Regions from separate parts of the Mus musculus genome. Here all the other regions are linked to region 1. A link is a contact called in public ChIA-PET, Hi-C, HiCAR-type, HiChIP or PLAC-seq and promoter capture Hi-C data. All regions are on one chromosome and are shown on one strand. Each heading gives the region's core, a stretch centred on a gene start, on an enhancer-like site or on the middle of the called end of the contact. The rest is flanking DNA. Distances are from core to core; before and after follow the strand shown. Region 1 holds the start of Zfand3 (zinc finger, AN1-type domain 3). Region 2 overlaps Btbd9 (BTB (POZ) domain containing 9). Region 3 holds the start of Dnah8 (dynein, axonemal, heavy chain 8). Region 4 holds the start of BC004004 (cDNA sequence BC004004). Region 5 holds the start of Mtch1 (mitochondrial carrier 1). Region 6 overlaps Dnah8 (dynein, axonemal, heavy chain 8). Region 7 overlaps Glo1 (glyoxalase 1).

The links. Promoter capture Hi-C pulls out the DNA fragments that hold promoters and counts their contacts. Hi-C and Micro-C count contacts between places; a contact is called where the count stands out from the background. ChIA-PET counts read pairs in DNA pulled down with a chosen protein or histone mark. HiCAR-type assays count read pairs that join an accessible place to other places. HiChIP or PLAC-seq counts read pairs in DNA pulled down with a chosen protein or histone mark.
Region 2: an H3K27ac HiChIP or PLAC-seq map of embryonic stem cells shows a contact between it and region 1, with 5 times the contacts expected there. The contact joins the enhancer-like site here to the promoter of Zfand3 in region 1. A contact is called at or near these places in 3 of 39 promoter capture datasets (the HPC-7 cell line, cranial neural crest and embryonic stem cells), 12 of 115 datasets of contacts at active chromatin or transcription factors (bone marrow-derived macrophages, embryonic hindbrain, embryonic stem cells and 4 more) and 3 of 9 other capture datasets (adipose tissue, embryonic stem cells and liver).
Region 3: a contact with region 1 is called in an H3K27ac HiChIP or PLAC-seq map of embryonic stem cells, with 8 read pairs. The contact joins the promoter of Dnah8 here to the promoter of Zfand3 in region 1. A contact is called at or near these places in 8 of 115 datasets of contacts at active chromatin or transcription factors (bone marrow-derived macrophages, differentiating embryonic stem cells, embryonic midbrain and 3 more) and 1 of 9 other capture datasets (embryonic stem cells).
Region 4: an RNA polymerase II ChIA-PET map of memory CD8 T cells shows a contact between it and region 1, with 14 read pairs. The contact joins the promoter of BC004004 here to the promoter of Zfand3 in region 1. A contact is called at or near these places in 1 of 484 Hi-C or Micro-C datasets (erythroblasts), 3 of 115 datasets of contacts at active chromatin or transcription factors (bone marrow-derived macrophages, memory CD8 T cells and pancreatic cancer cells) and 1 of 9 other capture datasets (adipose tissue).
Region 5: a promoter capture Hi-C map of erythroid cells shows a contact between it and region 1, with 12 times the contacts expected there. The contact joins the promoter of Mtch1 here to the promoter of Zfand3 in region 1. A contact is called at or near these places in 1 of 39 promoter capture datasets (erythroid cells) and 2 of 115 datasets of contacts at active chromatin or transcription factors (memory CD8 T cells and stem cell-derived neural progenitor cells).
Region 6: a Hi-C map of liver shows a contact between it and region 1, with 2.7 times the contacts expected there. The contact joins the enhancer-like site here to the promoter of Zfand3 in region 1. A contact is called at or near these places in 3 of 39 promoter capture datasets (embryonic stem cells and hippocampal neurons), 1 of 484 Hi-C or Micro-C datasets (liver), 8 of 115 datasets of contacts at active chromatin or transcription factors (bone marrow-derived macrophages, embryonic forebrain, embryonic midbrain and 3 more) and 1 of 9 other capture datasets (adipose tissue).
Region 7: a HiCAR-type map of embryonic stem cells shows a contact between it and region 1, with 4 times the contacts expected there. The contact joins the enhancer-like site here to the promoter of Zfand3 in region 1. A contact is called at or near these places in 8 of 39 promoter capture datasets (the HPC-7 cell line, HPC-7-derived erythroid cells, cranial neural crest and 5 more), 3 of 484 Hi-C or Micro-C datasets (the HPC-5 cell line, cortical neurons and muscle stem cells), 20 of 115 datasets of contacts at active chromatin or transcription factors (the NIH/3T3 cell line, bone marrow-derived macrophages, differentiating embryonic stem cells and 12 more) and 1 of 9 other capture datasets (pancreatic islet).

What each region holds. Positions count from the first base shown.
Region 1 is chr17:30,003,738-30,007,165 of GRCm38.p6, reverse strand. Zfand3 (zinc finger, AN1-type domain 3) reads right to left here and starts at 2,127. Exons shown (of 6, transcript NM_001356265.1): 1 at 1,858-2,127. The coding sequence starts at 1,928.
Region 2 is chr17:30,549,095-30,552,418 of GRCm38.p6, reverse strand. The region is part of intron 1 of Btbd9 (BTB (POZ) domain containing 9); the gene reads left to right. Among named protein-coding and RNA genes, the nearest start is that of Btbd9, 26 kb to the left of the region's middle. RefSeq lists an enhancer at 1-3,324. Within about 2 kb of position 1,493, at least 60 of the 459 cell types and tissues checked have an H3K27ac peak or open chromatin away from gene starts, as enhancers often do. A contact at or near this core is called in the HPC-7 cell line, embryonic stem cells and pancreatic cancer cells, where this site is marked.
Region 3 is chr17:30,625,662-30,628,915 of GRCm38.p6, reverse strand. Dnah8 (dynein, axonemal, heavy chain 8) reads right to left here and starts at 1,980. Exons shown (of 93, transcript NM_013811.3): 1 at 1,774-1,980. It overlaps 1700097N02Rik (RIKEN cDNA 1700097N02 gene), which reads left to right and starts at 2,011. Exons shown (of 4, transcript NR_045287.1): 1 at 2,011-2,134.
Region 4 is chr17:29,266,847-29,270,232 of GRCm38.p6, reverse strand. BC004004 (cDNA sequence BC004004) reads right to left here and starts at 1,445. Exons shown (of 9, transcript NM_030561.3): 1 at 1,231-1,445.
Region 5 is chr17:29,346,374-29,349,576 of GRCm38.p6, reverse strand. Mtch1 (mitochondrial carrier 1) reads left to right here and starts at 1,645. Exons shown (of 12, transcript NM_019880.4): 1 at 1,645-2,110. The coding sequence starts at 1,790.
Region 6 is chr17:30,656,429-30,659,853 of GRCm38.p6, reverse strand. It overlaps Dnah8 (dynein, axonemal, heavy chain 8), which reads right to left. Exons shown (of 93, transcript NM_013811.3): 9 at 3,164-3,277; 10 at 2,861-2,968; 11 at 1,784-1,885. Among named protein-coding and RNA genes, the nearest start is that of Dnah8, 31 kb to the right of the region's middle. Within about 2 kb of position 1,598, at least 105 of the 459 cell types and tissues checked have an H3K27ac peak or open chromatin away from gene starts, as enhancers often do. A contact at or near this core is called in adipose tissue, embryonic forebrain and liver, where this site is marked.
Region 7 is chr17:30,593,039-30,596,062 of GRCm38.p6, reverse strand. It overlaps Glo1 (glyoxalase 1), which reads left to right. Exons shown (of 6, transcript NM_025374.3): 6 at 1,837-3,024. The coding sequence ends at 1,925. Among named protein-coding and RNA genes, the nearest start is that of Glo1, 18 kb to the left of the region's middle. Within about 2 kb of position 1,447, at least 18 of the 459 cell types and tissues checked have an H3K27ac peak or open chromatin away from gene starts, as enhancers often do. A contact at or near this core is called in embryonic stem cells, where this site is marked.

The sequences.
Region 1 (3,428 bases), core at 878-3,377:
CACTGGGAGCTACTTTCTAAGGCCACATGTCCCACAGTAAGTTACAATTTAGGGCTTGTGACACTACATTTTTCCAAAGTGATGTCATAAATGTGATGACACTAGGCTCTCTGGAGCACTCGCCCACCACACCCTGCACTCCCTACAAGGAGGAGCAAGTTAGCCATCCCATCATCTGCATGCCTCCCATCCAGTACTAGCTAACCCTGTCAGATCCCTAGGAGAATTGGACTATCCATCCAACACTTCAGCACTTCACAGACAAGCCAATAACTCCAACAACTCTCACTGTAAAGTCTTTGGAGCTGGTTAATTTTGATGTGTGGTTTTTTTCCAACTTTTTTTTTCATAATAAAGTTCAAAATAAACTTTTAAAATGTTTTAAATCAAATTAAAATTCAAAGAAGACTCTACGGCTAAAACACTGTTACATCTTTGGAATTTCTGCTAAGGCTACAACTTGTCCTAGATCCCTATCCTCCTCTGAAGAATTTTTTGAAAGGATACACTTGAAACCTTCCAGAGATCTGCATTACACTGCACTTTCTACTCTTCTTCACTCCTAAGCATGTCTTTAATTTCTTTATCAACCATTCCTGGAGTATAAAATAGCTACTTCCCAGGGTATCTTCACTAGAAACAGCCAATTTCGTTCATATACATCCCAACACAATCTTTAAAAAGGATAAAAAGCCTGACTCTCAAAAGCTGCTGTAACTCTCCAGTAACCTTACACAGAACTAGTCATGAGCTGTGACCATTGCTTGTTAGGTGACAATCTAGAAAACCCAAAGTGTTCCAAGGACCAACTATAACTGCTGGTAGGAGTGGGGGGGTCCCATCTATCTATCTAATCTATTTGTAACTTCCCCCAACTCACCCTAATGAGGCATGGAATTCTATACTCTGTGTAGTGAACATTTAAAAAGAAAATTTTTAATAGGGAAAGAGAATTTGAGAGCCAAGGAAGGAAGGCAACTCTCACATTCCACAAGCTAGGCTGGCTGGAGGTTCTGTTGAGAAGTTTCTGTTTTCGGTTCGGTTTAGTTGGGTAGGGGTGTTTATCTGTTTGGGGGATTCCTTGTTGTTGTTTGTTGTTGCTGGTGGTTATGATGATGGTGGTGATGATGGTGATAGTGGTGGTGGTGGTGGTAGTGGTGGTGGTGGTGGTGGAGGAGGGGTTTTTTTGGACAGAGTAATTTTACAGACTCCCTGAAACATGTTTTAGATTAAAAAGTAAGACCCTCAACAATGCCTTTTAACTTTACACCCCAAGCCCAAATTCTGGACCCTGGATCTGTTCAAACGTATGACGTGTGAACAGCTTCCTAAAAGCAAATGGGGACTGAGATATAATTTAGGAAGTGATGATGCAAATCTCCCGGGGAGCAGCAGGGAGGAGGGGAGGTGAAAAAGTCAGAGGAAATACCCTCCTGATGGCTGGGCACCAACTCATACCAAGATGAGGGGGAGGCGGACTGGCCTCCACAGGCCAAGGGAAAAGGAAAAGGGGCAACCCTGCCCCGTCAGAAGTGCCAGCGCCGCCACCTCGTCCCTCCGGCTCACCCGTGGCCCCTCACCCCAAGCCGGCCTCGGGCCAGCGAGTCCCACAGAGGGTAGCGCGGCCCGAGCGGTCCTGGTCCTCCTGCTCCTCTTATTCCTATTCCTCCTCTTCTTCCTCCTCCCCCCCCCCCCACCAGCGTCCCCTTCCCGCAGCCCTCCTCAGGCCGAGGCCGCGGTCCCCGCCCGCTCCCCCGAGGCCCGGCTTCCGCGGCCCAGCTTCCCGGGGCTCTGGCCTCCCTCGGGTCCCCACCGCCACCCCGAGGCCCGAGCCCGCGCCCCTGCCCCCACACTTACCCCCAGAAGCCGCAGGGACAGCGAGGCGGCAGGCTGGGCGCTTTGCTGCGCTCGCTCCCGGCGTCTCCCATGGTGCTCGGCGGCGGCGGCGGCGGAGCTCGGAGGCGACGGCGGCTGGGCCTGAGCCCCCCTCGGAGGAAGCGGAGGCGGCGGCGGCAGCGGCGGGGGGCGCGGGGCGGGGGGAGGGGGAGGGAGCGGGCGCGCAGGCGGGCGCGAGTCCGGAGCTCCGAGCCGGGATTCCAGGCGGGTCAGCTGGAGGCGGGCCGCACCACTCGGCCTGCGGAGGGGGGGGGCGCGGCGAGGAGAGGGAGGGGAGCTGCGGAGGAGGGGCTGGGCCGTGCGAGCCGGGGAGATCTGGCGGCCTTGGCGGCTCTCTCCGCCGCCCCCCAGCCACGGCGCTGTCCCGTGCGGCGGCGCTGGCGGGTCCGGGGCTGGGTGGGGAGGAACCCGTAGCCCCCGCCGGCAGTGGAGTCGCAGCGGCCGGCTGTGACGCCCCGGGCCCCCGCTCGCTCCGTAATCCCCTCCCCCGCCCCGTAGACTGCGCTGACCGGACAATGGCCGCTCCGCCCCCTCCCCGAGGCGGACACCCCTCCCGAGGCGGCGCGATGGTCTCGCCCGGGGGAGCCACCGCCGCCGCCGGAGCCCGACGGATCAGCTGGGATCCGGGCGTGCCACTTTGTTCAGAGCCTCGGAGGCTGGGCGGTGCGTGCTCCTCCCGAGTTCCTCGTGCGAGCCGCCTCTCAGCCCTCCATCTTCCCAGGACTTTTACGAGAGCTAGCCTGCGCTCCTGGCTGAGGAAGGAGAGCGGGTTTCAGAGTCCTGTGGGGGAGCTTTGCCTCCACCCCCCAGCTGAGACAAATGGTACGCCCCAAGCGGGCCGGGGGCCCAATTAGTTGTTTGGGGTGACTTGGGTCGGTCCCAGAGCGGCGGCGCATGCGCCTGGAGACCTGGTAGTCTGTCCAGAGCTGGGTGGAGCGTTTCCAAACCCGGAAGTTGCCTAGGTGTCCTGCGTTCACCGCTGGCCGTCTGGGTCTTCAAGGCCACTGTTCTCGCGCCCCTGATGAGTGCCGCGAAGCGTTCCTCCCCAAACTGCCAGCCGCCGGAGAATCTCGCTTCCCATTTCCCCTACTCCCAACCCACTCAGACAGTTCCCCCGGAAAAGTGGCCTCCGTCCTGCCATAAATGAATTTCAGGAACATCTCTAGATAGCAAGTCGTGGGGCAGAAGGAACTTGCCCAAGTGTTTCACCCCTCTGATGTCCTCAGTTGGAGTACCCCAGGTCCACTCCCACTATCTTGATTTGGAAAACCTCCCTGGGGTAAATATGGTTGGTTTGGGGGAGAAGATTTAACTTGATCCCTACTGGACATTAATAAGTGGCCAAACTTGAGCCGTTGAAAGAATTCTTTAATATTCCTTACCACAGTCCTAAATTCTTTCTGTTCTCCAGTCAGCGGTGACCAGAATAGTCCACTAGCGATCACTAATTTGAACACAAAAGAAACGTCCACCAGAACTCTTGGAGAAGTGACCTGACCTTAAGGGGTTTGGAGCCAACTTAAAAGTCCAGA
Region 2 (3,324 bases), core at 244-2,743, 550 kb before region 1:
GCCAGCGAAATCAGTGCCTATGTAGGGGCATGATCGTTTCCATTCCTTGGCAGTATGCATGGTAGGAGCTGTGAACATTGATAGGTGGAATGGAGTTCAGAAGACTTCAAGTGTAGTCGCTAGGTTGCCCAGAGCCCTAGCTAATGCCCCTACACAACTGTGGACAGCAGTTGGTTCCTCTGCCCCTGTGTAGTCATGTTTTCTGAGTTATGTGGGAACACTGAGGATGGTGAATCGAAATCGAACACAGGACTTTTCCATAGAGCTTGTGTCTGTGGCTCTGATTTCAGTCTCTTTAGTTCTTTATATGCCAACATGGGCCTTTCCACTGTATCTCTTTGGCACTAATCAGAGCGTCAGCTCTGGAGTTGCCACGGTTGCTACCCTTCTTCCATCTTTCCAGCTCCTGTTAGCTCTGTCCTTTTTTTCATGTGTACTGGTGGTGGGTGGCGGTGGTCATAACTGTAGTAAATGGGTGAGGTTTCCTTGCATGCAGGACAGTAGTGTTTCTCTATTACTTACATTGTGTAGAAGACAAAAGGGAAGTTTAGGCCAGTGAGATGGTTCACAGCAGGTAAAGTGCTTGTCACCCAGGCTTGACAACCTCTGTTAGATCCCTGGAGCCCAAGGGACCCCAAAGAGTTATCTGACTTCCACTCCCATATGCTGTGACTCGTTTGCCCCTCCCCCATACACAGACATAATAATTCTTTATAAAGAATATTTAAAAAGTGTAGTTTGGGAGGATGTTAACTAATATGTCCAAAGCTACAGCCTATTAAATGGTGCTGCCAAGGCTTGAACCCAGGCAGTGTAAATTTTTTTCTTTCTTTCTTTCTTTCTTTCTTTCTTTCTTTCTTTCTGTTTGTTTTTTTCGCAGGCTGGCCTCGAACTCAGAAATCTGCCTGCCTCTGCCTCCCGAGTGCTGGGATTAAAGGCGTGCACCATCACTTTCGATATCCTCTGATGCCCTGTTCTAAAGCCCCGCTGCCTCCAGAGGTGTGATGGATGCTGCCCTGTGTGCACTTGCAAAAGCCCAGGAACCATGTGAAGGAGAAAGTACAGGGAGCCGGGGAAGTGACTGATGAGTCCTCAGATCTAGAATAGTGTTTTCCCATCTGCTGAGTGAAGTGCAGTGCTGAGTCTTTGCAATATGATGTGTATTTCCAGCTTTGACAGTGGTTTTCTTTGGACTAGCCACAGGACTAGCTCAGTAGCCATGTGTGTTGTTATAAGGCCACTGTCACTGCAGCTTCAGAGGACAGGAGTCAGACATTAGTCTGTAGAGGAGTCAGCCAGCAGAAGAGGCATTGAAAAAAAAAAGCCCCCCCCCCCAACTCCAGCTCCTCTTTTCTGACTGGGGTTTAGGTGGAGTTGGGGTACCAGTGGAGAAGTTTGCTCTCATATCATCCTGAAGTTGTGAGGTGCCTTTCCCGTTCCAAACAGGGAATTACTCAGTATGCTTTGTTTGCTCTGGCTGCATTCCATAGACACCTTCAGAGTAGAGAGGCACTTGTGGGCCACCCACCACTCCAGCAGTTTCTAGGGAAAAGACTTGACAACTCCAGGAACTGTGAATGCCTTATACTGAAATATACAGTGAAATATACAGTGGAGGGAGGTCATGGGGAAGGATAGTTACTTATCTTCTGATGTATGAGCTCTGGGTAACCTACACAGTGAAGAGAGAGGAATTCTTGGTATTCAGGAGTCACTGTCACCTCCTCTTTCAGAGTCTCCTGTGGCTGTGCTGTGCTTAGCTCAGAGTGTGGTGAGCCTTCACCAGTTCGTGAGTGCTAGTTGAGAAGCAGATATCCCTGGAACTGAGCCCTGTGAATGGCTTCCTTCTCAATTTTCATTCTTTCAGTTTCTCCCAGAGGCCTCAGCCCACTAGAAAGAAGCACACAGGCTCCTCCAAAGTAAATGGCACCGAAGGGTTAGGAAGAGGACCAGTGGTTTCTGTCCCCACGAACAGGAGAGCGGGAGTTTTGTTTGGTGGTGAGGTGCTGCAGTGCTGTGGCTGAGCTGTGTGGGCTCTGAGGGCTGCACTGCGCTCCCTGTACTGCAGTGTGTCTAGCCTGAGAACAGTGGGGAACTCTGCACAGCACAGTGCTTTGCTGTGCTTAACCCTATTTGAAAAGAAAGCTGGGAAGTAGCCACTAGTAATTGGGGCTGACTGAGACTAGAGGAAAGGAAACCATATTCCCCTTTCACTTAAAAAAATATTTGTGTGCGTGTGCCTTTGTGAATATATCTTGTGGATGTGCACAGATAAGCCACAGAGGTCAAAGGAGGGCATTGGGTTGCCTGGAGCTAGAGTTCCACGTGGTTGTGAGCTGCCCAATGAGGCCTTTGGTAGCCGGTCAGTCCTCTCCAAGAGCCAAAGTGCTCTTAACTTCCCTCCAGCCCCAAGGAAAACTTTGTAATTAAAGCATTTAGTTTAAATAATGGAGATATTTAAATTACTTATGTCTGTTTTATTCACATACACATAATCACCTACATCGTGACATACTCATATATGCATATCATATAGTTTGCATATGATATGCAACATACCCACCCCCACTTGCCCTTTCTAGTCCCGCTGCAACTCCCCAGGATCCGGCTCCCAGTATGCTTCTACCTCCTGTGGTTTTGTTTTGCAAACCAGTGAGTTTAATTAGGGTTGTTTATAGGAGTGTGGGTAACTTACCAGTGGGCCTAGCATTGAGGAAATGTCTCCTTTCCTAGGAGTCATTAGCTGCCTCTACTCATGGAGGACAGTGGCGCCTCCAGAGCCCTCCCCCTACTATTACATCCCTGCCTGTAAGTGCTTGGAAGGGTGGGCCTTCTGAGCCCTGCTCTTCTCGAGGGTGAATGTTGACAGGCTCCATCTTGTGCAGCTGAGTTGGGATTTTATATTCACGCCCTGAGACCCGACAAGGTGGGGCACCTGTTTTATACTTCATTAAATTTGCAGGAAGCAGGTTGTTCTTGCCTCCCAAGGATTGCAGTTTGGATACATGTAGCTAATTCTTAACTAAACACTGTCTTAACTAAACACTGTCAGCACCAGGGTTCTTCAAACCATGGACAGTTGGAAATATCTATTGCCAACATTCATACAGGGTGTGTGTGTGTGTGTGTGTATACATACATATAGATACGTATATGAATGCACATGCTTGAGTGCCACTGTGTGTGTGTAGATCAGGAACAACTCAGGGGAGTTGATTTTCTCCATGTGTAGGTCCCAGGATCCAACCTGAGTCATTAGGCTTAGTGACAAATGCCCTTATCTTTTGAGCCATCTCTCTGTCCCTCTGTATTCCCTTTGGGAAA
Region 3 (3,254 bases), core at 731-3,230, 620 kb before region 1:
CATCCCACTGTTTTCTCTGGTACCCATTTCCGCATCCCCAACTGTGAATACATTAGTTCTTTCCCGGTGTTTGTGAGTCCTCTGCGTGTTTGGGTGCTGTGACTCTTGTTGGAGCATGACTGCTCCAAGATACAGTTGAAAATAAATTTTTTTTTAAGATTTATTTATTGGTTATATGTAAGTACACTGTAGCTGTCTTCAGACACTCCAGAAGAGGGAGTCAGATCTCGTTACAGATGGTTGTGAGCCACCATGTGGTTGCTGGGATTTGAACTCCGGACCTTCAGAAGAGCAGTCAGGTGCTCTTACCCACTGAGCCATCTCACCAGCCCGAAAATAAAATTTTTATTATAAATATGAAGGAGAGCCCTGCCAGAGGCATGTGGAAGAGTCCAGAGCTGGGGAAGAAAGTAGTAGACTAAAGATGGCCAGTAGACTGAATGGGATGGGGGGAGGGGAGGGGAGGGGGGAGGGGGGACAAGAGAGAAACAGGAAGACCTAGAGGAAGACAAAGGAGAGGGGCCCAAGAGGGGTCTGTGAGGAACATAGCTAAAATGGCAGTAAAGAGAAGCTGAGGGAAGGCAAGTCCCTTGGGGGGGAGAAGTTTAGGGTAGGGGGCGGGCATGGTGTGAAGAGCCAGTATACCAGCATGGACTCTGCAATGGGTATTTGTGATGTTGAAAGTGGGAAGTCAGGTTGAGAGTGGGAAGCTAACAGGCTACACAATTAGCCTATTTGGTATGCTAATAGGCACCTCAGTTAGCCATTAGTCCCCAGTTTCTCTTTGATCTCACAGCTACACCTCAAAGTAAGGAGCTCCTCTAAAGGAAAGCAGCTAAGATGCACTGTTAAATACAGCCAACGTGGGTTAATGTCAATAGACTGTTGGATCCAGGGGCTGGAGAGATGGCTCAGCTGTTAAGAGCACTGGTGGCTCCTCCAGAGGACCTAGATTGATTCCCAGCACCCACAGGGTGGCTCACAATCATTTATCACCCCAGTATGAAGGGATCTGATGCCCTCTTCTGGCATCTGTGGGTACCAGGCATGCAGGTAGTACACAGATATACGTGCAGACAAAGCACCCGGAGTCATAAAATAAATTAACAGAAGAAAAGGAAGGAAGAGGGGTGTGGTCTATGCAGAAGTGAAGAAGGTGGGTCCTGTTGGGGGACAAAGGCAGGGAAGCCAGAAAAGCCACAGCTAGCTCAGCAATTTAGGTGAATTCTGTGATGAGAAGTTTGAGCTGTGGGAGAATTGCCATTAAGCATAAGAATGGAAAACAAGTCTGAAAGGAAGGGTGTGTGTGTGTGTGTGTGTGTGTGTGTGTGTGTGTGTGTGTGTGTGTGTGTTCCTGCAAGCAAGGGCAAATACGTGCACGCGCCTGTGAAGGCCAGAAGAGCCTCAACGGTCTTCACATGCCTATGCTCTGAACATAGGCGCTGGGAACACCACTCTGGGCCTCAGCAAAACCAGCAAGTACTCTTAAATGGTAAGCCATGGTTTGGTTTGGTTTTGTCTTTGAATCCCTCCCTCCCTCCCTCCCTCCCTCCTTTCCTCCCTCTCTCCCAGCTTTTTTCCCTCCCTCCTGGTTTCTTTTCTTTCTCCTTCCCCATCCCTCCTTGTTTCTTTCCTTCAACTCCGTCCCCCACACCCCCACCATACATACATGTACTGCCAGGTGCCTCACCACTAACTTCTAACTTTCACTTTTTGAAAGGAGCTGGCGGGGTTGTGGAGTAAGATACTCAGACGTGGATTGACAGGTCTCACCAGCACCTGACAGGATCCCGGCACTTCCCAGGTGGTAGCTTCTACATCCGCCACTCCAAGCTTCGCATCCACCACTCACTCGCCTGCCTGTAAACTGGTGGGAGGCTGTCTTGAACCTTAGACCGCCAAAGCAGGTCCCAACAGTGGCTGCTCTGGTAGAGCTGCCCCCAGTCTCTGCTGCCACTCGGGGCGCAGCCGTTGAGAGTACAAAGGAAGTTGGGCGGTGGCTCAGCCGTTGAGAGTTCAAAGGAAGTTGGGCGAGGCGCCTCACGCGCTGGCTCCTGCAAGATGCTGCGCGCCCGCGGGTGCCTCGGGTGCCTCGGGTGCCTCGCTATGGGGGCCAGAGCTTGACCATCATCAGGTAACTCACCTATGCAGTTGATGAACTGAAACTTTGTTTAGGGTACTCTGGGCACAGCAGAGATGGGAATTGTGAGGGTGGGGCCCCTGTGAGAATTCAATCATGTTCCAGTATCTTGAGAGCATTCTAGAAATCTTTGAGGGGGAAAATGTCATAGAGCTGTGCAAACTGTTAACAATGTTTTCTGTGGACTTTGCATTTCCGGAAACTGCATAGTGTTATATTTGTATAATGGAATTACATAAATGTGTTAGTTTGCTATGAGTGACTGGGGATAGGCTGAGGAGCATGAAGGAAAAGGGATATGATAATTGGTGTTATAGACTTTGAGAGTCCTGGGATAAAAACCTCAGACTCGATCCAGTTTTAAATACAGGATCTATTGTTTGACACCCATAAAGCCAAGTCTCAGGTGTGTCCTGCTGGAAGGGTACAGAGATTTTTTTTTTAGATTTATTTATTTTGGGGAGCAGGGCGGGAGGAGGGTATAGGGGGCTTTGGGGATAGCATTTGAAATGTAAATAAAGAAAATAATAATTTAAAAAGAAAAAAGGATTTATTTATTTATTTATTTATTTATTTATTTATTTATTTATATGAGTGTTCTACCCACATGTATGCCCAAATGCCAGAAGAAGGCATAAGACCTCATTACAGATGGTTGTGAGCCACCATGTGGTTGCTGGGATTTGAACTCCGGACCTTCAGAAGAGCAGTCAGGTGCTCTTACCCACTGAGCCATCTCACCAGCCCGAAAATAAAATTTTTATTATAAATATGAAGGAGAGCCCTGCCAGAGGCATGTGGAAGAGTCCAGAGCTGGGGAAGAAAGTAGTAGACTAAAGATGGCCAGTAGACTGAATGGGATGGGGGGAGGGGAGGGGAGGGGGGAGGGGGGACAAGAGAGAAACAGGAAGACCTAGAGGAAGACAAAGGAGAGGGGCCCAAGAGGGGTCTGTGAGGAACATAGCTAAAATGGCAGTAAAGAGAAGCTGAGGGAAGGCAAGTCCCTTGGGGGGGAGAAGTTTAGGGTAGGGGGCGGGCATGGTGTGAAGAGCCAGTATACCAGCATGGACTCTGCAATGGGTATTTGTGATGTTGAAAGTGGGAAGTCAGGTTG
Region 4 (3,386 bases), core at 196-2,695, 740 kb after region 1:
AAATAAATTAGAACTCTATGAACACATAAGGGTACTGAATTCACACCAGGAGATCCATTATCAAATACACTAAATAAAACCAACTTATCATATGCCCTAGAAAGTGGCAAAAATCGATCACCTTCACTTGAGCCCCATGAACACTTCTAAAGCTATAATGACAAGAGCCCCCATTGCCCGTGTAACCACGAGTGTGTTCATTAAAGGCTGACAGCAGAGAACTCCTACCAATCTCTGGAGCTCAAGATCCTCCCCTTCCTGCCACTGTTGATGTGGCCACCTGTGTGTCCTTCTGGACCATCTTCCAGTTCATTCCCAAGCTCACCTCAATGGTGAAGTCTAGCTCCGGGCCTCCCTCAGCTCCAAAGCCTTCATACCTTATCATGAATACTTGTCTTTCTCTTTACATCTGTCTTCTGCTTCATGTAAGGCCTCTTAGAACTCCTGTGGCCTCTTTACCCCTTACACAGCTATTCAATAGCCTACATAGACATATAATTACTGTGGGATGTGTAGTCTCCGGTGAGAGTTAATATCACCAGTGAAGACTGGAATGATATATTCTATTTTCGGTGATGGCCAGCTGTCAAGGGAAATCTCGAAATCTTGGCAAAATTGCAGCCAACGAAACCCAGTTTGTGAATCTGTACTTCCATTGTGAAAGACATTGTGCCTGGCACTGTGAAAAGACAAACGTGTCCCTTTATGTTTCTGACATAGCATACTCACGACACATGGCTTGCAAGGTTTAAGTCTTAAAATGCAAGGAAACACTAGGCAGCTTATTTTTCTCGTACTGGCAGGCGATTGACTGCAAACGGGTCAGTGTGCCATGCCACGTTCTGAGACGCCAAGTTTATCACATTAAGTCCACATTAAAATAAATAAAATTAAATTAAGTACTTCCTCCTTAACATTTGGGCTAAGATGTCTAAGAAGGGGCCATTCAGGGGTGACGCTAAGGCATCTGTGACAGGTTGGCAAGCGGGGTCAGGGCTTTCGGACACGGCCGCCACGTCTGCGAACCAAGTTCGAGCAGTGTCGGACCCCGTCACCCTCCCCGCGGAGCCTCGGGAAAGATGTCAGAGGGGATCTGCCCCGGGGAGCGGTCGGGGGTGCTGTCAGTCAGCAGAACGCGGACGGGAGCGGCGAGGAGGGCGGCGCGAGGCAGCGGCGGCCGCGGAGGGCGGCCGGCCTCCCCCCTCCCGGCCTCGGGCCCCAGTCACTCACATGCGGGCCCGCGCCCTCTCGGGCTCCTCCCGCCTCGGGGACAGCAGCCGCCGGGCGAGGAGGGTGGGCCAACAACTTCCTGCTTCCGGCAGCGCGACCCGGAAGTGGTTCTCGCGCCGCCGGCCAGGGCTGGAACACAAAGGAAAAGCTCCTTGCGCCCCAGGTTCCGAAACAGATCTGGCGAGGTCGCGGGGCGCGGGGCGCGGGGCAAATCTCGCGGTATCTGAAAAGCTTGTGCTCTTGCTCCCCCTGACGTCCAGATGGCACTACTGCGCCTTCTCAGTCGTAGAAGTCTCAAAATATTAATAACAACAATAATAATAATAATAAAAAAATTTTTTTAGGGGTCCGGACTCATTGACTCAATTCATTCCCATTTACACTTGGCTCACTCGTTTGTATCTATTGACTGCTGGTTCTGTGGTAAGCATCACTAAGCACTGTACTCTTAGGAAACTGCTTCAAGAATTATATATTGTAACATGAACATTCTCACAACACCTGACCATGAACCAGCCAAACAGGTTTATGGAGCTGGTTAACTGACTGCAGGTTTCTCTCACAAATAGGGAGTGGCAGTCAGCAACTGTTTGTATATGTGTGTGTGTGTGTGTGTGTGTGTGTGTGTGTAGTATGTGTACGCTTCTCCATGCACATAAGTGTCTTCAGAGGCACCGGATCCCATGGAACTGGACTTACAGACAACTGTGAGCAGAATGATATAGATTCTGGGAACTGAACTCAAATTCTTTGGGAAAACAGCTTTCTGAACAGCCAAGCCATCTCTCAAGCCTCTATATCAGAACCTTTAACTGATTTCTACCCGGGGACCTGAAACAAAATGCTGGGCTCAGCCCTGATGCTATAACTCAAAAGCCATGGTGACTGTGAGATGGGGTCAGATGAACCAGAGCAAAGACTCCAGGCCACCAGGCCACTCTACGCTCTCCCCATACAGGCACAAATAAGTCTCCTTTCCTGACACCCACTACTACCTGTACCCTCAGCTGACATACTAAGCCTGCCAGAACTGACTTTGTTTTTAACCCCTTAAAATGACAGTTACACAGGCTAGAGAAAGGGCTCCGGAGTTACAAGCACCTGCTGCTCCAGAAAAAGACCAGAGTTCACTTTCCAGCACCCACACAATGGCTTAGAACTGTCTGTAGCTGCCGGGCAGAGTGAGTTCCAGGACAGGCAGGGCTATACAGAGAAACCCTGTCTCGAAAAACCAAATAAACAAAAAAACAAAAAAACTAAAAAGGAGAATATATGGAGCCTAAATTCATCTATGGTGGCCTTGGAAATTCTCAAAGTCCCCTTTTCAGAACCTCACCGAGTGAGAGAACTGGGGTTAGCAGAGTTCCCATCACTTGAAGCTGCAAGGCAAAGAGAGACAGGTGAGACTGCACTGAAGAGGTACAGTTCTGTTTCCCTAAGGACACCAGCTTTACAGAGAACAGTGACGATCAGAGTGGCAGCCTCCTTAGATGACAGGCTGGAAGAGAACAGAGAATGTCTTTAAGAATTTAGGGCTAGCCTTGCAGTGGTAGCGCAAGCCTTTTATCCCAGCACTCGGGAGGCAGAGGCAGGCAGATTTCTGAGTTCAAGGCCAGCCTGGTCTACAGAGTGAGCTCCAGGACAGCCAGGGCTACACAGCGAAACCCTGTCTTGAAAAACCAAAAAAAAAAAAAAAAAAAAAAAAAAAAGGTGTTTCACAGACTGGGCTGCTTTGGGGAGTTTCTTTCCAAGGCATCTCTAGCTGTTCTCTTGAACAGGGCTGGAGGGGGGAAGGGCTGGAGAGATGGCTCAGCAGTTAAGAGCACTGCCTGCTCTTCCTGAGGTCCTGAGTTCAATTTATGGTGGCTCACAACCATCTGTAATGGGATCCATTGCCATCTTCTGGTGTGTCTGAAGAGAGCAATAGTGTACTCATGTACATATAAAAAACAAAAACAAAAACAAAAACAAACAAACAAACAAACAAAAAACCTTTTAAAAAATCTGGGGGATTAAACCTTATTGATGATGTCTCCCAAGAAGAGACATTTACTGTTCCGAGCTAGGAACAGAGTGTAGATGAATCTATTCTACCTTCTGTGGCAGCATCACTCGGTAAACATTAACTGGGATTTGCCCAGAAAAAGAAAAGCAAA
Region 5 (3,203 bases), core at 396-2,895, 660 kb after region 1:
GGCTTCTAGTGGAAGACTGACCTAGGGTGAGAGTATTAAGCCCACACTCACAGTGACACACCTACTCCAACCAGGTCACACCTATTCCAACAAAGCTACAACTCCAAATGGTGCTACTCCCTGGCCCAAGAATATACAAACCATCATACTAGGGAAGGGTACAATACTCTCTCACCTGGACCTCATAGAAAGGAAGACACCTAACTCTGGACGTCAGGCCTATCTTTTGACCACTCAGTGTATATTGTCAAGGGACAGAGGAATGAGAAGTCCTGGCAATCCCAGGGGCTTCAGTTTAGCTGGGTTCCCAGTGTTTGATGTGGCCTGTTTGAATTACCATCCATCTGTCTGTCCATCTGCTCACCCACCTGTACCCAGTCCTGCAAGCCCTCAGCAGCTCTGCCCTTCCTGAGCCGTTCTCCAGATGGACTGGTTAATATCTAACCTCAGAAGTGGCTTTCTCTGCCTCTGCCTCCAGTAAGGACTCTTTCAAATTGTTGAGATTTGTGGCCTTTGTAACCCTTTGAAGTCATTCTGTCACACACACACACACACACACACACACACTTATAATCACAGTGTGATCTGTATCTTGAGATAATATTAGTAACTAAGATGTGAATGAAAGAATTGTGATTGCTAACAGCCAGCTATCAATTGCAGCCAAGGAAATTGATGTAGCATGGTGCACAGCTCAGTCTGGCCTTGAACTCCTATCCTGATGCCTCTGCCTCCTGAGTATCGGGCTTACTTTACAGGTGTGTGCCACTGCACTGGATTGTTACTTTGTTTGCTTCATTCATTCCCTTAGGAATGGTTTCCCTGAAGATATACTTTCTATGCATTCCTATATTTGCGGTGATAGAAGATAGATATTAATGCCAGACAATACAATATGATACAACACAGTACAGTACACGGTAGTACGGTACAGGGAGCCACATTCGGAATGGGCCATACAAAAACACGGTCCAATGGGGGACAGTCAAATACAGATCGGAAAAACAAGGCACTGGGGACAATACGGAGGAAAAGCCCACAGATGGAAAGTATTTGCGTGGGCAAGTGTCAGGAACGTGAGGTAAAACCTACACCACGGGCAATCAGGGAGGGTGCAAATATCTGACCATTCCAAAGACCTTCCTTGCAAACTAGCAAGAGGACAAGGTCCCTTGCTAGGGACCAAAGGGTCCCTGCTGACTCTGAGGTCCATTACCAGAAGACTCTATTATTGGGCAGTTCAAGACCAGCTGAGAGCTGCTGTGCTTGTTCAGAGGTGGAAACAAATCACCGGCTGGAGTAAGCACCTTCCTGGAAGGTGGCCCTAAGAATTGCTCTCAAGGCATGCGTAGCACTATGCTCCAGGCACTAGACTAGAGCTCTCCCAGGCCTAGTTATTTAGTAACTAAACGCAGCCAGCACCGGGCCTTCATAAGTGCACAGGCAAAGAGTGCTCCCAGCCCTCAGCAGCTGTGAGTTACTCAACTATTGAGGGGTTTCTACACAGGTCCCGGGATCGTGCTGAAGGAGTGCAGAAGCAGGGCACACAGACTGAGACTCGTAGGCACGATTGCGGTGACTGGCCTGGTCCGCAAAGGGGCGGGCACAGAGCTGCAAAGAACCCGCCCCGGGCCGGAGGAGGCGGGCCCGGGAGCACCAAGGAACAACACTCGCCCGCCCGCCATGCCCCCTCGCCCCGCGGCGTGAGTGGTGCTGCCAGGACCCTCCCCTTGACGTTCGGGGCGTGGCCAGCACCACGTGACGGGGAGTGACCTCCACGCCTGGCGCCATGGGGGCTTCGGACCCGGAAGTGGCGCCTTGGGCTCCCGGCGGCGCCGCGGGGATGGCGGGAGCCGGAGCTGGTGCAGGAGCTCGGGGCGGCGCGCCGGCCGGAGTCGAGGCCCGCGCTCGGGACCCGCCACCCGCGCACCGCGCGCACCCTCGCCATCCTCGGCCCGCGGCTCAGCCGTCGGCGCGCAGGATGGACGGCGGCCCGGGCGCCCCGGGCTCCGGGGACAACGCCCCGACCACCGAGGCGCTGTTCGTGGCGCTGGGCGCGGGCGTGACGGCTCTCAGTCACCCGCTGCTCTACGTGAAGCTGCTGATCCAGGTGGGGCGGGGGGCGCGGCGGGAGGATGTGGATGGGATGTGCGGTGTGGGGGTGCAGGGAGGGGGCTGAGGGATCTGAGTGATTGACGTGGGAAAGGAAGCGATTTGGAGGTGCTGGGAGGGAGCGAAGGGACGTGAGTGACAGACGTGGGGTAGGAAGGGATTTGGGGGTGCAGGGAAAGGCGATGAGATGTGGGAGATAAGTAGTCGAAGGCAGTGAGCTTGAAATTCCGAAGGGTAATGGATTTGGGGTGCGGAAAGAAGCCACAGGATTGGGGGAGGGCCGAGAAGTTTTGGTGAATGGGTAGATGAGGGCTGGCTGGGTACAAAAGCGACGTGTTTAGAAGGTGAGTACATTTGGGGCAGAGGACAGCGGGGCTCTGGATTTATAGAGATGGATGAAAGCTTTGAGGGACAAAGGAGTGGGCAGCAGGGCCAAAAATTTCAGAGGGAAAGAATGCAGCAGGGAAGAGCTATCGGTTTACTTGAGAAGGAGCCTGTAGATTTGATGGCGACGACAGATTTGGTGGGAGGAGGGGCCTCCGCATTGGTGGAGGGGGGGAGTGGAGCGGTGTCTGGAAAGGGGAGCCAGGAGGCGGCTTTTAGGGGGAAGGGGAGAATGGGATGACGCATTTAGTGGAGGAAGGAAGGAATTGAAGTAATTGTGTCTGCGTGGGTTGGGAATGGGCAGAAAATGGGGATAGGCACAATAGGTAAGGGTTGTCAAAGCTGGAGCAAAGGTAGGGATGTCTGGATTCAAGGATGCTTGGGCACCTAAACGCTTTTTTGCTTGTTGGCAGCAATTCACTCCAATAGAGGATGAGGAAAGGGTAAAGGGGGAGGAGGGATCTGGTTGGAAGGAGGTGTTGTGCATTTGGCAGAATTGGGTGGGTGTGTGATGGAGGTGGGGAGAGTTTTGATTGGCGTGGTTCAGGCTCAGACTGATAATCAAAGATGAAGCCTAGCATTTTCCAAAGGAGTGGGGGATGGGTGGTGAGGATTGAGTTGGAGACCCAGCTAAGATTTGAGGTTTGATTTAAGGCAAGTGAGTGTGAAGATTATTGTACTATCCTTGTCATAGAACTGAGAGAATT
Region 6 (3,425 bases), core at 349-2,848, 650 kb before region 1:
GATTCTCAGCTCCTGGGGACAGTCCCATACCAGTGTATTAAATGGACTTAGTGGATCATTAAAAAAAAAAAAAAAAAACAAAAAAAAAACAAGAAGTTGGGAGAAGATACTGTTATGGTTTGTCTATGCTCAGCCCAGGGAGTGTCACTATTAGAAAGTATGGCCTTGTTGGAGTAGGTGTGTCACTGTGGATGTGGGCTTTAAGACCCTCATCCTAGCTGCCTGGAAGCCAGTCTTCCATTAGCAGCCTTCAGATGAAGCTGTAGAACTCTCAGCTCCTCCAGCATCATGCCTGCTTGGATGCTGCCATGTTCCTGCCTGGATAATGGACTGAACCTCTGAACCTGTAGGCCAGCCCCAGTTAAATGTCCTTTCCGAGACACGTGGTCACGGTGTCTCGAAGCCACAATGGAACCCTGACTAAGAGCCATTCCCTATTTCTTGGCTGTCCTTGCCCTTTGCACTGGTTCCGGGGCACTTCTAGGTTTGTTTTTTTCTGAGACTTTTTTCTTTGCTCACTCTGGCACTCTGAGCCTTCCCTGGCTCAGCTCATCTTCCCTTCGGATAAATGATCCTGTCCTGGCACGTGCAGTTTCTTTTATTTATTTATTTATTTTTATTTTATTTTTTATCTAGTTAGGTTTTTTTTGTTTTGTTTTGTTTTGTTTTTGTCTCCACTTGTTAGGTGTAGTCTCTGGACACATTTCAAAGCATCTTCCAAACGCTTGTGCTCTGCTGTCAAAGGGAGAAAGCTGTGTCCAGATGTTCATGTCTCCCTGAAGGTAGCTCCCTGTTGCTTGAGGCCCCTGAGCTCATTCCTTAAGTTACTGAGAGCTGTTTTGCTTCTCGGTGTTTGATGGTTCTTCTCTTTGTCTGTTAGTGCTCTTGATCCCAGGAAAAGAATCTGTGCTTCTCAGGACTGACAATCAAGTCCCACGTGAATGTATGCAGGAGAAGAGATAGCTACAACCTCAATGAATAACGGCAGATGAGTCCTCCTCACAACTATTTTTCCCTTTGCCCATCCATTTCTTCACCTTCTGTTGCTGTTGTTTGAGAACAGGAATCCCATGTAGCCCAGGGTGGCCTCAAGCTCCCTGTGTAGCCAAAGTTGACCTTGAATTCCCAATGTTCCCATCTCTACCAACCCCACACTAGGGCAACAGCGATGTGCCTCCAGGCCTCTTTTATGGGATGCCAGAGAGGAGGCCCAGAGGTTTATGCACGCTTAGTAAGCTTTCTACCAATCCAGCTACATCCTTAGCCCAGTTTCTCCACACTTCTAGAATAAGTGCCTCAGCTTCCTATTTTCCTTCTGTAATTTGAGCACAGGTACTTGTCTAAGGCTACTGGGGGCGGGGCAGGGGGAGGGGCATCTGCCCGGGTCTCTTCTGGGCTGGTTAGTGTTGCTGTCCAACACTGCACACCTGCCAGTCAGAGCCCACTTCAGTTAGTTTTTTCACTTCTCCTGCTACTTTAACTTGCTCTTCTCATTGTTGACTTATAAAATACTTTGTTACTTTGAGTCGTCCAGGGGAAGGGAGCATTGCGCATGCGTGCAGGCGCCTACAGAGCCAAAGGGTTCCGGATTCTCACGGCGCTCTCTACCACTGAGCCAGCTCTCTGACTCCACCAGAGTGAACTATGACAATCCTCTTTTATATTCCCACACTACTCCGTGACGGCTTCCGAGGGAGCACGGTTTCATGAATGAACAAAGGGAACAAGATTGAGCTGCCAGTTGAGAGCTTTGCTTTATGAAAAATGAAACGCTTTTACAAACCTGGATTTTTTTTAGTACAGCTGGCGTTTCCTGGTCCCACACATGGTTTGTTCCGCCGTCAGTAATGTATGCTTTGCAGGCTGTTACCATCTGATTTGTCACCTAAAATAAAGGTAGGTACAAAGTGGCTATAGGTGAATGGCGTTTAAAAGCATAATACATGCGATAAATAATTAATTTGTGGAGTACATAAGTCACAAAATTAAAAACAACAACAAACAAAACACAAATGAAATCAAAATAAAGAAAACCCAAAACATTTACCTACTGCAATTATGTCACTGTCCCTGGGGTCATGACTCCCAAAGTCAAACACATTTTCTATTTGTCTAGTACACTTCCATTTAAGTCCTGACCTAGTCCAAAGTAATGAATGACAGCCACTTAAAAAGGTTACAGGAGAGGGTTAGAGAGTTGGCTCAGCAGTTAAGAGCACTGACTGTTCTTCCAAAGGACCGGGGTTCAATTCCCAGCACCCATGTGGCAGCTCACAGCTGTCTGCAACTCCAGTTCCAGGACCCAACATCCTCACTAAGGCACGTACAAATGCAAAACACAGAATGCATATACAGGCAAAACACAGATGCACATAAAAAAATTTTTTTTTTTTTAAAAAGGGAAAAAGATGGTTGAGTGGAGGACTACAGATCAATGCTTGCCCTGCATGCTCAAAACCTTGGGTTCCATCACTTCAGACAGGTGAACCTCAGGAGATAGAGGCAGGGGCATCAGAGGTTCAAGGTCATCTGCCCTCCACAACATAAAAGAATTTGAGACCAGCCTGGGAAACATCCTGGGCAGAGGGGGAGAGGGAGCGGGAGGGAGAGAACTCGCCATGGTGGGCTGGTAAGATGGCTCAGCAAGTCAAGGCACTTGCCTCACAAGCCAGGCAACCTGGGTTCATTCCCAGGAACACAGGGAGAGGTAGAACAGAACAGACCCTACAAAGTATCCTCTGACCTCCCCGGGCTGCTGTGGCATGCCAACATCAAACACACACACCACCACACCACTGCCGCCGCAGCTGCCACTGCCGACTAAGACTAGGACTATGACTACGAAGACAAAGGCGCTCACCTTGATGAATAATGACGTCATCCTCTCTGATGTATTATAATACCTCGACACACTGTGAATCATTCTGATGGCATTGATCAGGTTCTGTATCCCGTGTGCCATGGAAACCTAAAGTCATCCAGATACAGGAAGTAAATTCTATCATACACGTGATCCCGGTTTGCTTCCAACGGCTGCGACCACACGCTGCGGCCAAATGCTTTAACAGTGCAAGTTAACTTTAGGAACCCTGATTCTTAGTCTTCTGGACTCTGAGCCACCCCTCCAGACCCTAGAAAACCCCACCATCAGGAGCGTGCTCACCAGGTCGTAGTTATAGAGGGGCTGACACACTTTCTCCAGGGTGTACAAATAGCGCACGTTATCCTTTGATTCATTAGCGGAGTCGGTGATTCGTGCGTCCAAATCCCGCCAGTTCTAAGGAATCAAAATTTGTATAAGAATCCAATTATCAACCTAAATATCTCACTGTGCTTCAATTTAGTCACGAAACTCAAGCTGTTTTCCCTGAGCAAACAGACCCTGTCCAAATCTGACTGGTATAACTTCTTTTTCTTCGTGAAAA
Region 7 (3,024 bases), core at 198-2,697, 590 kb before region 1:
ACCTGACCTGGTTTCCTGGATTGTTGTCTTTTTCTTTGGTCTTCACATTTTTTTTCAAAGATAATATAGTGCGGTTCTTTGAGCCTCCTTTCCTCCATTTCTCCCTTGAAGCATCTTTCACATTTCCCCGTCTTAGCATCTCCACCGGGACCCTTTCCTAAAGTTTTGTGAGGATTGATTTCTGAGACTGATGAATGCAAACCAGGCACAGATAGATGCGTTCTGCTGAGGATACCAGGTTTGTTTCCCCTCACTCTTGAAAACACGGAATCCTTGATAAATCTGCCGTCAGGATGCTGATATTCCTTTGCACTTTATTTTTTTTTTTTTCTGGAGACTTTTGGCTTACCAGTTACTTACCAGTTACTTTCCCCCCTCAAATGTATCTATTCTGAGTTTTCTTTGTGTCTGTGTGTGATGCGCATGAGCAGGCCTCTTCCCTTGTATTCTCTACATTGACAGGGCGCTGTTTTCCCCTGATTTGTAGGGTCATTGCTACTGTTCTCATCCCTTGGCTCCCTAACATTTTCCTGGGCTTAGTTAACACTGTGATAGTTCATAGTGCTCATCACATCTATATATTCTAGTAGCCCTTTGCCCACTGTCCTAATATTTCATGGATAATTCAAATAATCCACTGTTTTGTTTTTGTCTTTAAATATGTGATTATGCTCAATTGTATATTTAATTATGTTCTTGGATTAGTTAGTTTTGCCTCTGAGCTATTTTTTCCAACAACTGTAAGCTGCTGTAATCCACCAGGCCACATGACTGGCAGAAGAGAATAGTCCCCAAGGATTCCCCTGATTTCAGGAAGACAGGCTGGATGAGCCCTGGGCTGGGTTTCCTGCCTACTGGAAATGACAACTCTTCTCAACAGAGGCTTTTCCCCCTCAGCGCAAAGCAGCCTTTGTAGGAGACAGGTCTGCTGTCTTCATCCCTGGCCTTGGATGTGTGGGTGGGGGAGGGGGTGGGGGTGGAGGGATACCGAAGTTAGCAGGTTTATTCCTTCTGGTTTCCTCATTAGACAAGCATTGTGTCCCCCTTGACTCTTGAGGGCGCCTGGCAGTCAGTAGCAGAGGTCCTTCCAGTGTGAGGGCTGGCTCTGATTACCTTGGGGGCGGGGCAGAAACAAACATCTTGTTTATTCTCGCTCAGCCACACGTTCAGAGCTCCTGTTCTGACTCTAAACTACCCTCTGTCTGGATCAGGTTAAATCAGCAGGCCATGCTCACCCGTTCCTCCTCAGCCGTCTTCCTGGAGATTGCTTCACTGTTTCTCTGTTTTGCCCTGATCTGTATTCCTTGACCTTGGGGTCAGGAGGCAGAAACAAGAGTCAAATGAGTTCAGCATCTTAGTCTCCAAATAAATCAATCTCTCAGGGCACATCCATACGTCTAAGTGAACAACTCCATCTTGGTTACAATCCCCAGGAGCCACAGTCTGATTGACAGGGCTTAGGTTACCCCAGGATATTGTCTAATAGGGTTTGCGTGACCCAAGCCGCCGTTGTCTCAGTTGTGCAGAGAGGCCACGTTGCCTGCTCCCTTGAGCATCTCTCTATCTTCTCTTCCTTCCTAAATCATTTCTGTGATTGGTGACATGGTGACCTCAAAGTGAGGCAAGGACTGGGTACTTAATAGAGCTGTTCCTAGGTTCTGGTAGGTCACATTCTAGGCATTGGGATAACCGTGCTACGGTGAAACAAACCTTTTAGAGTGAAAGCTATCAACAACGTATTTTATTCAAGTGCAAATTAAAATTGTAATGAAAACGTGTTTTGTTTTGTTTTGTTTTTAATGTGCCTTCTAGTAATGAAAAGTGTTCATTATACAGGGAAAATGAAAGGACTGGCGTTCATTCAAGACCCTGACGGCTACTGGATTGAGATTCTGAATCCTAACAAAATAGCAACGATTATTTAGTTTCGGGAGAATGTGCCTTTGAGGTATGGGGGACAGCGGGAACAAAGCGGCGTGGAAAAGAAACAGCGTGATTCAAGATGCTGCGGCGACCAGAAGCGTTGGGGACTGATGGGTCTCTCTGCTCCAGTTCAAATCCTCCTGAAACCCTTTTCATTGTCCTGATTCAGTGGGTTTTTAAAAATCTCCCCTCTGTTTTGCCAACCTAATTTTCAAGTAGCAATTTATCTTATGACCTTGACAAAGTTGTGTGACTTTACATTTAAGATAATAATTAGAACAGCTCCCTTTAGAGATCACAGTTGCTACTGCCTGTCTCTTAAAGACTGCTCAAGTCTGTTTCTGATTCATCATTTAGAATTTTGTTTCAAATGTTTCTTTTTGGGGTCTGTTACCTTCTGGGGTTTCAGTTCCTCAGAAATAACTTTCCATAATGGGAAGTACAGAGCAGTGAACAGAAATGAGATTTTTTTGTGTGTACTTCAAACAGCATAGTGTTTATCTTACAAAAGAGAAGGTACTCCTGAGAGCAATTCGGAATCATGCTGACAAGGACACAGATAGAAATACTAATTTTCTTTTTTTCTTTTTTCTTTTTTTTTGTATGTATAAAGTACTTTCAGAATTCAAGGACTAACTTTACTTTTCTGGGAATACGGAGGAGGAAGGGATTAGACAATGGGCCATGCTGTAGCATCCTTTATGTAAATAATGAGTACTGTGGTTACGACAGACAAAGCCACCTGATTGGTCTGAAGGCTTGGGCGGTCAGTGTTTCTAGTAGCTGGGTTATGCCTATGCCTCATGGTACCTCCTGCCCTACTGAGGAACCTGCCGGGAGTCTGGCCTATGCTCTCTGCTCACACTTGGGCTTGAATACCACAGAGAAAGAAGCACAGAGGTCAATAGTACAAGGCTGCTCTAGGGGACACCTGTGAGTGAGCCCCACATTGGAGGGAGTCTTCCCCACCCCATGGTCTTCATGATGCTTGTAATCACGTAGCATGTTATGTTCAGTGCTGAGTCAGATGTCGGGCATTAGCTCTGTGGTCTTCCCTGCTGACAGGATTAATGGATTCTCAGAGGTGATTTGAAGACTCAA